2 separate regions of the Mus musculus genome follow, and region 1 is linked to region 2. A link is a contact called in public Hi-C data. All regions are on one chromosome and are shown on one strand. Each heading gives the region's core, a stretch centred on a gene start, on an enhancer-like site or on the middle of the called end of the contact. The rest is flanking DNA. Distances are from core to core; before and after follow the strand shown. Region 1 overlaps Col22a1 (collagen, type XXII, alpha 1). Region 2 has its middle 17 kb from the start of Fam135b.

The links. Hi-C and Micro-C count contacts between places; a contact is called where the count stands out from the background.
Region 1: a Hi-C map of cortical neurons shows a contact between it and region 2, with 2.5 times the contacts expected there. The contact joins two enhancer-like sites. A contact is called at or near these places in 1 of 15 datasets of contacts at CTCF or cohesin (the NIH/3T3 cell line), 33 of 484 Hi-C or Micro-C datasets (the STO cell line, adipose-derived mesenchymal stem cells, cerebellar granule neurons and 13 more) and 1 of 9 other capture datasets (embryonic stem cells).

What each region holds. Positions count from the first base shown.
Region 1 is chr15:71,887,723-71,891,898 of GRCm38.p6, reverse strand. Col22a1 (collagen, type XXII, alpha 1) reads left to right here. Exons shown (of 64, transcript NM_027174.1): 38 at 1,307-1,411; 39 at 2,338-2,382. Among named protein-coding and RNA genes, the nearest start is that of Col22a1, 140 kb to the left of the region's middle. Within about 2 kb of position 2,273, at least 36 of the 459 cell types and tissues checked have an H3K27ac peak or open chromatin away from gene starts, as enhancers often do. A contact at or near this core is called in cortical neurons, where this site is marked.
Region 2 is chr15:71,742,792-71,746,728 of GRCm38.p6, reverse strand. No RefSeq gene overlaps it. Among named protein-coding and RNA genes, the nearest start is that of Fam135b, 17 kb to the right of the region's middle. Within about 2 kb of position 1,513, at least 4 of the 459 cell types and tissues checked have an H3K27ac peak or open chromatin away from gene starts, as enhancers often do. A contact at or near this core is called in cortical neurons, where this site is marked.

The sequences.
Region 1 (4,176 bases), core at 1,024-3,523, 140 kb before region 2:
TTAATTCAGTGATCCACTTATCCACTGAGCATCATGGTTTCCAGGGAACCCTTCCCAAGCCTGGGAAAGTGTTTTGCTTATTATATCGAAGAGGGAGACAAGATCCCTCTTTTTATCAACTAGAAAGAGCCCACAGGCTTAGGAAGAACAAGGCATCCTGTGCAGTCCCTCTGCACATTGCTCTGACATGGCTGTGTGCTTTAAGGAAGGTTCTCATCCATGCTATCGATGCTGAGGCAAAGCTTGGCAAACCCATGGTGTTCATCGGTACCCAAAGGAGAGTTTGAGTTTCAGACTCATCAAAGGCTGGTTCCATGTCCGAGTTGTGGGCCTCTGAAATAGGGTCAGAACAGTGGTTTTCAGTAGGAACAGTCCCACCTCCTCATGACATTTGGTGATCCCTGTGCCAAGGAGAGGAGCTGCACCTAGCTTAGCATATACAGAACAGGATCCTCCCTCAACTATCACAAAACACAGGGAAGGATACTGTCCGAAACACTCACAACAGACAAGGTTCAGCCATACTCAGTGTCAACAAGACCAAGGCTGAGAAACCATCACCCTAGCAAATGGCACTCTCTCTACACTTGAATTTGCTTAGCTGTGAAGAGAGGATGGCATAAGGAGCTTTGGTCCACGCATATGAACATCACCCCAAGGACTGTAGGCAGGGGCATGGCCTGGGGAGAGAATATGTGACAAGGAGGTGATAGTGTGGTGTCATTTCTCCAGATGTGTTATCTACAGCAGTCTACACAACTGCCCAAATGTGGCTGGTGCCTTATATAGGATCTCACTCTGTGGCTCATGCCAGCCTTTAACCCCCTCTGCAGTTTATGCCAGCTTCGAATTTGTGGCAATTCCCCTGCCTCAGCCTCCCAAATGCTGGGATTAGAGGTGAGGGCCACTCCAAATTCATCAAGTAGATTATTTCTAATCTAATTTTAAAAGGGATATATTCAAATTATATTTCTGTGTGCTGTTGGCCTATATGACCTCTCGGGGGAGCCAAACACCTTCTCTTGACTGTGTGGGAAAACAATCATGACTGTTGTTAGAGAAGGAGATAGAGACAGGGAGGGTGAGGCTTGGTGGAGGCTCTGCTGGGGGAAAGGACTTCAGCATGTGAATGTGGGGAACAGAGTTCAACTTCTCACTTCCACTGAGCAGTCTGTCTTCTGATGCTTCAGAGAGGGACAGACAGCTCAGGAAGCCACTGCCACACACAGGCTCAGGCTGATTAGCCGTTGGATAGCAGAGTTCTGCCTGCTGCTAATGCTCATCAAGGTCCTCTTTTTGTCCCCAGGGAACAGCAGGGGAAGAAGGCAGCCCAGGGCCAGCTGGTCCACGGGGAGATCCTGGTGCTCCTGGTCTCCCAGGGCCACCAGGAAAGGGCAAGGATGGGGAGCCGGTAAGTGGTGGGCTGACATGCTTTGAGCTTTTGGAAGCCAGGCTGACAGGGGAGAAGAGAACAGAGCAAAAGCAAAGACTTATTTTAGAAAGCAAGCCCTAGGTGATGCACAAGATGTCTCTTGGCCCAGGGACATAGTCCTGTCGTCAATCAGCGTGCTTAAAAATAACAAGAAAGTAGAAAACTTTCAGTGTTTCCTAACTCATGAATTACTGCTGAAATCTGTGACTTAATCCTTTCAGCCTGTGGTTGACCACAGGAAACTGGATCCCTGGCAGGGCAAAACTGCAAATGGGCACACAGGGTAGCTGTACACTAAGCCAGCTCGTAGCACACGGGGTTCTGGCTGCAGGCTCAGGATCCAAGGGAAACAAACAAGTTTCAGAGTACCCAGTGGTGGTTGTGGCACACACACACACACACACACACACACACACACACACACACACACACAGAGAGAGAGAGAGAGAGAGAGAGAGAGAGAGAGAGAGAGAGAGAGAGAGGATTCTTGGTCCACACTGAGCTCCTCCAGCCAAAAATAGACTTACATTTCAAGTGTGTGTATGAGTGCCTTTACTAGGCCAAGCTCATCAGCTAGAAATGGAGTCCCTATCCAGAGTGTGATAAAGAAGGAGACTAGGTTTAGGGGTCATGGGGTCAAGTGAGCCTGGCTTTGAAGCTTGATCTTGCTGCTTCCTTTTGGGTGGCCTTAGCATGGAGACCAGAAGTAGAAAAACACAATAAGGAACAGTGACACTTGTGTTTGTCCAAATAAGGTCAGGAGGTGGCAGAGTCGGGAATCACACCCAGGACCTATGATGGAATGTACTCACATTGCTCTCCAACTACTGCTCCAGCAGAGGGCAGCAACCTGGTATGTGTTGAGTGGTTCAGCTCTCATGGATCTATGTTGTTCATTTCAACAGGGACTACGTGGACCACCTGGGTTACCTGGTCCCTTAGGAATCAAGGTGAGTGCTTGTCTAAGCAAATTGGAGATGGTACCTGTGACCACTTAGAGGGTATGTACTTTTTTGTTTTTATTTTTTTGTTTTTTTTTTTTTTGGTTGTAAGCATCTCTGGTTACCTCAACCCCTCCCACATTTTTTCATACAGGAATTCTTGAGATGGTGATGTACTACCCACAGCAGTAACACTGATTAAATTATTAGAAAAGTACTGTTTTTCACCCGGCCTAGCCAAGGGCTAAGTCTTCTCTTGGGGTGTGTGTGTGTTGGGGTGGGGTCCTGGTCTAGTCAGGGATAGCAATATTATCCTGGTATTTCTCTGTCTTTCCCCAAAGCCTTGGCATACATGATGAGTAGGGATAGAGAGGGAAGATGATGTTAGGAAAATGTTTGGGGCCAGCACTGGAAATTGGTTATTATGTCCAGCCACCAAATTCTAGTGATGTTCATGACAAGAAGGCCGGAGAATATCAACTTAGTTGCATACCCAAGAGGAAGAAGAAAATGGATGAACACCAGCCAAACTCTCCCTCAATTCACCAGCTACTACAGTTCTAAAAAGGCAATATCCCCTTGAGTCAGCAGGGGAAAACCCAAAGCTCTCCCTACACAGAATCCCACTTCATTTACTCAAGTTTACCTGAATGGCCAGTACCTTATTATTTTAATTGTGGCACATCTACAGGGTAGACTGTAGGACATAATACTGTTAGTGGTACATTCCTTGGCCTCTTTCAGCTCTCGAATCAGGGGACAATTGGATGAGGAAACGGCAAAGTAGGCAGGTAGTTGAGAAGGGGATGAGAGGGCTGAGGGGGGTCAGGAAGGCTCTTATCCTGCTTTGGTGGCTTCTTGAAGACTGAGCTACTTGTCCTCATTTGAAATTGCATGCAGCCATAATGTGGGATAAAGAAAGTGTTATTGTAGGCCTTGGTGAGGGGCTGCAGGGGACACTAAGACATGGGAAGCAGCAAATTCAACTGTAGCCACACCCATATACAGTGAGAGTTAGGATGCCAACTCAGATACATGGAGTTGAGAGGATGTGGGCCAGAGTCACTCATTGATCTTAGGATTGGGGCTCGGACATTTAATAAGATATGCATATTTAAATATTCATAAGTATCTTATTATAAAATCACTTCTTACCACTTGTGCCTATTCATAAAAACAATTTCCTTAAAATGTCCTTCTTGCCAGTGGTGACACATGCCTATAATCCCAACCTTGAGAGGAAGAGCTAGAGATAGGAAGATTTATTTATTTTTTTTAAGTTTGAGGCTAGACTGGGGTCATGAGGTTGGATCTAGGCCAGTTCAGGCTACAGAGTAAGGGTCTCTTGAACAAAAACAGCTTAAAAACATGAAGAACATATTCTTTTGTATCTTCTACTTCTAATGGTCTTGTCATCCAGCAAGTCACCCTGAAACTGCTAGCTCTTTCTGAAGCACACTACCGCCCATCCCAGATGGCCATCTTAGGTTATCAGATATGTTGCAGTGATTTGGGAGTTTTATTCCCAGCTTTAGAGTCCAACCACCTGATGGGAGACCATTCCCCCGTTTGTTTCTTTTACATTGTAGTTGTACCTTCGGGATCTCAGTGGCATGAGTACAGAGTGAACTGAATTTAAAATCCTATGTGAAAGTCTCAGCAAACAAATATCTAGCATAAGTTAGTTTGAGGTTCTTCCATAGATGTTGACAGTAGCAAAGCAGAGATCTCAGCTTTATCATTTTCTCCCTATTTAAGCAGGCGTTCTCTGTAACCATTCTAAACCTACAGTAAGTGGAATTG
Region 2 (3,937 bases), core at 264-2,763:
AGGACCCAGATATAGCTCTCTCTTGTGAGACTATGCCGGGGCCTAGCAAACACAGAAGTGGATGATCACAGTCAGCTATTGGATGGGTCACACGGCCCCCAATGGAGGAGCTAGAGAAATTACCCAAGGAGCTATAGGGAACTGCAACCCTATAGGTGGAACAACAATATGAACTAACCAGTACCCGGGAGCTCTTGTCTTTAGCTGCATATGTAGCAAAAGATGGCCTAGTGGGCCATCACTGCAAAGAGAGGCCCATTGGACTTGCAAACTTTATATGCCCCAGTACAGGGGAATGCCAGGGCCCAAAAGGGGGAGTGGGGGGGTAGGGGGATGGGGGGGTGGGTACGGGGGACCTTTGGGATAGCATTGAAAATGTAAACGAGGAAAATACCTAATAATAAAAAAAAAAGAAAAAAAACAACAAAAAACAAACAAACAAACAAACAAAAAGATTTGATAGTGCCTTCCCTGTTTTCATGTCTTTGAGAACACTTTCGTGATATATATTTTTAACCGGTGAACATTATAATGATCTGTCCGGGACCCACTTGCGTTTTGAGCCTCAGTGTAACAAGAATGCCTCCCAGAACAGTGTGGATTCTATAACAGCCTTTTGCATGCATATAACAGGTGCTTGATCAATAACAGAAGATTTGAATGAAATATTTCCTTATACCCTTAGCAAAATAATAGTCCTCTCATTTTCAAGAAGAAGCAGAAGAACAATCAGTCATACAATTCCAAATCTGTTCCACATACTCCATGGGAAGTGGAATGATGTGTCAATTAAATGTCTGATTATGCAACAGATATGTAATTTTCATATTCATAAAGCAATCATCCATTATTAAGATTTCTTCTTTTAAATGAAAAGGATCCTTTATGTAGGATGTTAGTAAATTACTTTTATGTGTGGAGAGATGAAATGCATTTCTTTTAAACATCAAAATCTTAATTGGAGCCTTCACAAAGGCTTCCAATGATGCATTTGTGAAGAAATAGCATTTTAGGGGGATGGTTTGGCTTGCTCCAAACTGAAATGTCTATGCATGAAATTAGCTTGGAATATGAAAATACATGTGAGGAGTGTATCTTTTTGTCTTTTTGTTGGCTAAAAGATGCCCTTCCCCCAAAGGCAGGCAAAGCTGAAGCCATTATTCCCACTTACACATAAAATGAAATCAGGAGCTTGGCAGTTCCCTGGGAGTCAGAACATCCCCTGGTGACCCACACATCTAGCATCAGTGAGATCCTGAGACAGACATGATTAAGAGGCATCGTTGCCAGCATTTATGTTCTAGTGTCCAGAGGTCTTAGATGCTCAAAGTTTCATTTTTCTTCCTCAAGACAAAGAAAATGCCAGCATAGGCCGAAGGAAGCCTTCAGAATAAAATCAGCTAAAAACTTTGTTTAAATCACAACCAGCCTCCATCTTCAAGCCCATCCTACAGCCGTATTTTTGCTAGCATCTCTGTCTCTTGGATGCCAGCCCAGGGTCTGAGTCAGATGTGATACTGCACCTTGCTCAGCCTGAGTATGTTCCACTGGTCCCTTACTCTGCTGCTGCTGACCAGGCACAAGAAACTGCATATTAGGTAGCACAAAAAATAACACTGAAGGCAAAGCTAGGGGTGGTGCAAGGGACACTCACAGTCTTTGCACTGCCCTGTATCCACCTGCAGATTTGGACCACTTCTCTCTGTTCTGGATACATCCCAATAGTGGCAAAAAGCAGTGAGATGTATCCTTTTTATAGGAAGAGTGAATGGAAGGATAGATGACTATTAAAAAGATTACAAACTTTGGGGCATTTGAATCAATGCTATTATAAGTAATTCACATTTATTTTTGTCTGGATGATAAAGAGAGAATGTATTAACTTTTGATGTCTGAATCATATAGAGAGTGCACAGAATACAGAGCACTTCGGACTCCCCACCTTTTTTGATTTTGTAGATTTTTGAGTTGTTTTATTTTGTTCTGTTTGCACAAAAATGGGATCATCCCACAAAACTTTTATAAATATTTTTTTCACTTACTAGAACACTGTTTTAGACACTATTAAAGAGCACTTAGGATTGTTGGTTAGCAGTGTGTCTGTCATCTTTTATTTTATTCAAGTTGTCTTCTCTATTGTACATGGCAACCTACCTCTTTTACTTTGTTATTGCAAATAATGCACTAACATCTCCTCATGAGTGCAACTTTCCTAGCATTGCAAGGGGGCATCTGTGACTTGGTGCTTTGCTTAGATAATTTGCAAGAAGTAGCAAAGAAGACTTAAGGTGCTGACATACACACCAAGTTATTAGGAGCCAGGACTATCTTGAAGAGGAAGGTGACAGTATTATAAAATAAGAAAGTCAAAATTATCAAGAGATCCACTTGTGGCAACTGAAGACCTTATAACATGTTCTTTATTACTCATGGAATATAGGCATGATGTGAACTTTAGTTCTCATAAATAAGAATGCAATGGGCAGTTAAGATGTGAAGGTATGACCAGACATGGTGATGCGTGGTAATGAGTCCCCCAGATGTCTGTAGCATGAACTGCAGTCATCATAAAGCCTGTGTTATTCTGGATTAGTATTATATTAAGCAATTTGATTTTCATCAGGTTTCAGAGCAAACACCTTCTTATTGGTAATTAACATTGAATTTAAAGAGTATTTCTGAAGCTCCCAGGATATCCCCAACTATACCCATTAGAAGGGTTTATCAAGCCTTAATAAGCAGATATCTGGCCCAAATATCCTCTTCAGAAAGAGGTAGACCCAAACTGAGTGTGATTGGGCGTGATTTTCAGTGGAGAATCTTCATAACAAGTCTCTTTGTATTCTAGCGTCCACTGCTGTGGGCTGTTAAGATGTATTCATATACCGTGATCACCTTATTGGCCTTGAGACTCCATGTTTTAGAACTTCTGCAGTGCATGGAGCACAGAGTCAAGTCCTTGCTTTAACACAGAAAAGAACAAATGCTTTAATCTTGACGCTTCCTCCTGTATTCTCTAGGTTGAATCATTCATTCCCTGTCACCCACACTCCAGTGAGCCTATCTCCCCTCTCTCTGCCCATTACTCTTGCCTCTCCCTGAAGCAATGCAGATGTGAATTGCCTTCTGAACTGTTAGCTCTACCATAGAAAGATAGACTGTGGTGCAGGTACCCTAAATGTTGAGGTCATGAAGAGCATCACATATTAGAATCAAGAAGGCCTTAATAACTATTTTAATGCCACCCTGGTTGACTAACACATATAGTGTCTCAAGGTCACACCAGATGGCAGGAGTTTATTACAGTGGGCAAGAATTCCAGTCTTTTTTATCTCAGCATGGAGTGGGAGGCAAACCATCCCATTCTAGCCATTTACCCTACAGAAATCAGAAAGAAGCTGTATGGAAGAGAAGTATGGTTGGACTTTGGATAAAGGAAAGAGGATGTTCCTGGCAAACAGCAGAGGAAATGAGATATGCTCAGAGATTATTATTATGATTGTCAATCATGGTTAACCAGCCTCCAGACATAGCTGTAAAGGACTTCCTGGACTGGATTAATTGAAGTAGGAAGACTTATCCCAAATATGGGCAGCACCATTCTATGGGCTGAGGACCAGGATTGAACAAAATGGAGGAAGTGAGCTAGGGAGTAACATCCATGGCTCTCTACTTCCCAGATGTAGGCGTAGTATGAATACTTCTTTAACTGTCCTACAGTCTTTCCTGCCATGAAGGACTGCAGGCCAACCTCTAGACGAAAAGAAAGCCTGCCTTTTGTCAGCAACAAAATAGTTACTTAGAAAAGATATTTTAGCTTCCCCTCTCTCCCTCCTTGCCTTCCTCTCACCCCTCCCTTTATTTATTTATTTATTTATTTATTTATTTATTTATTTATTTATGGACATGATTTGGATAGGGAACAGGTCATGGCCCT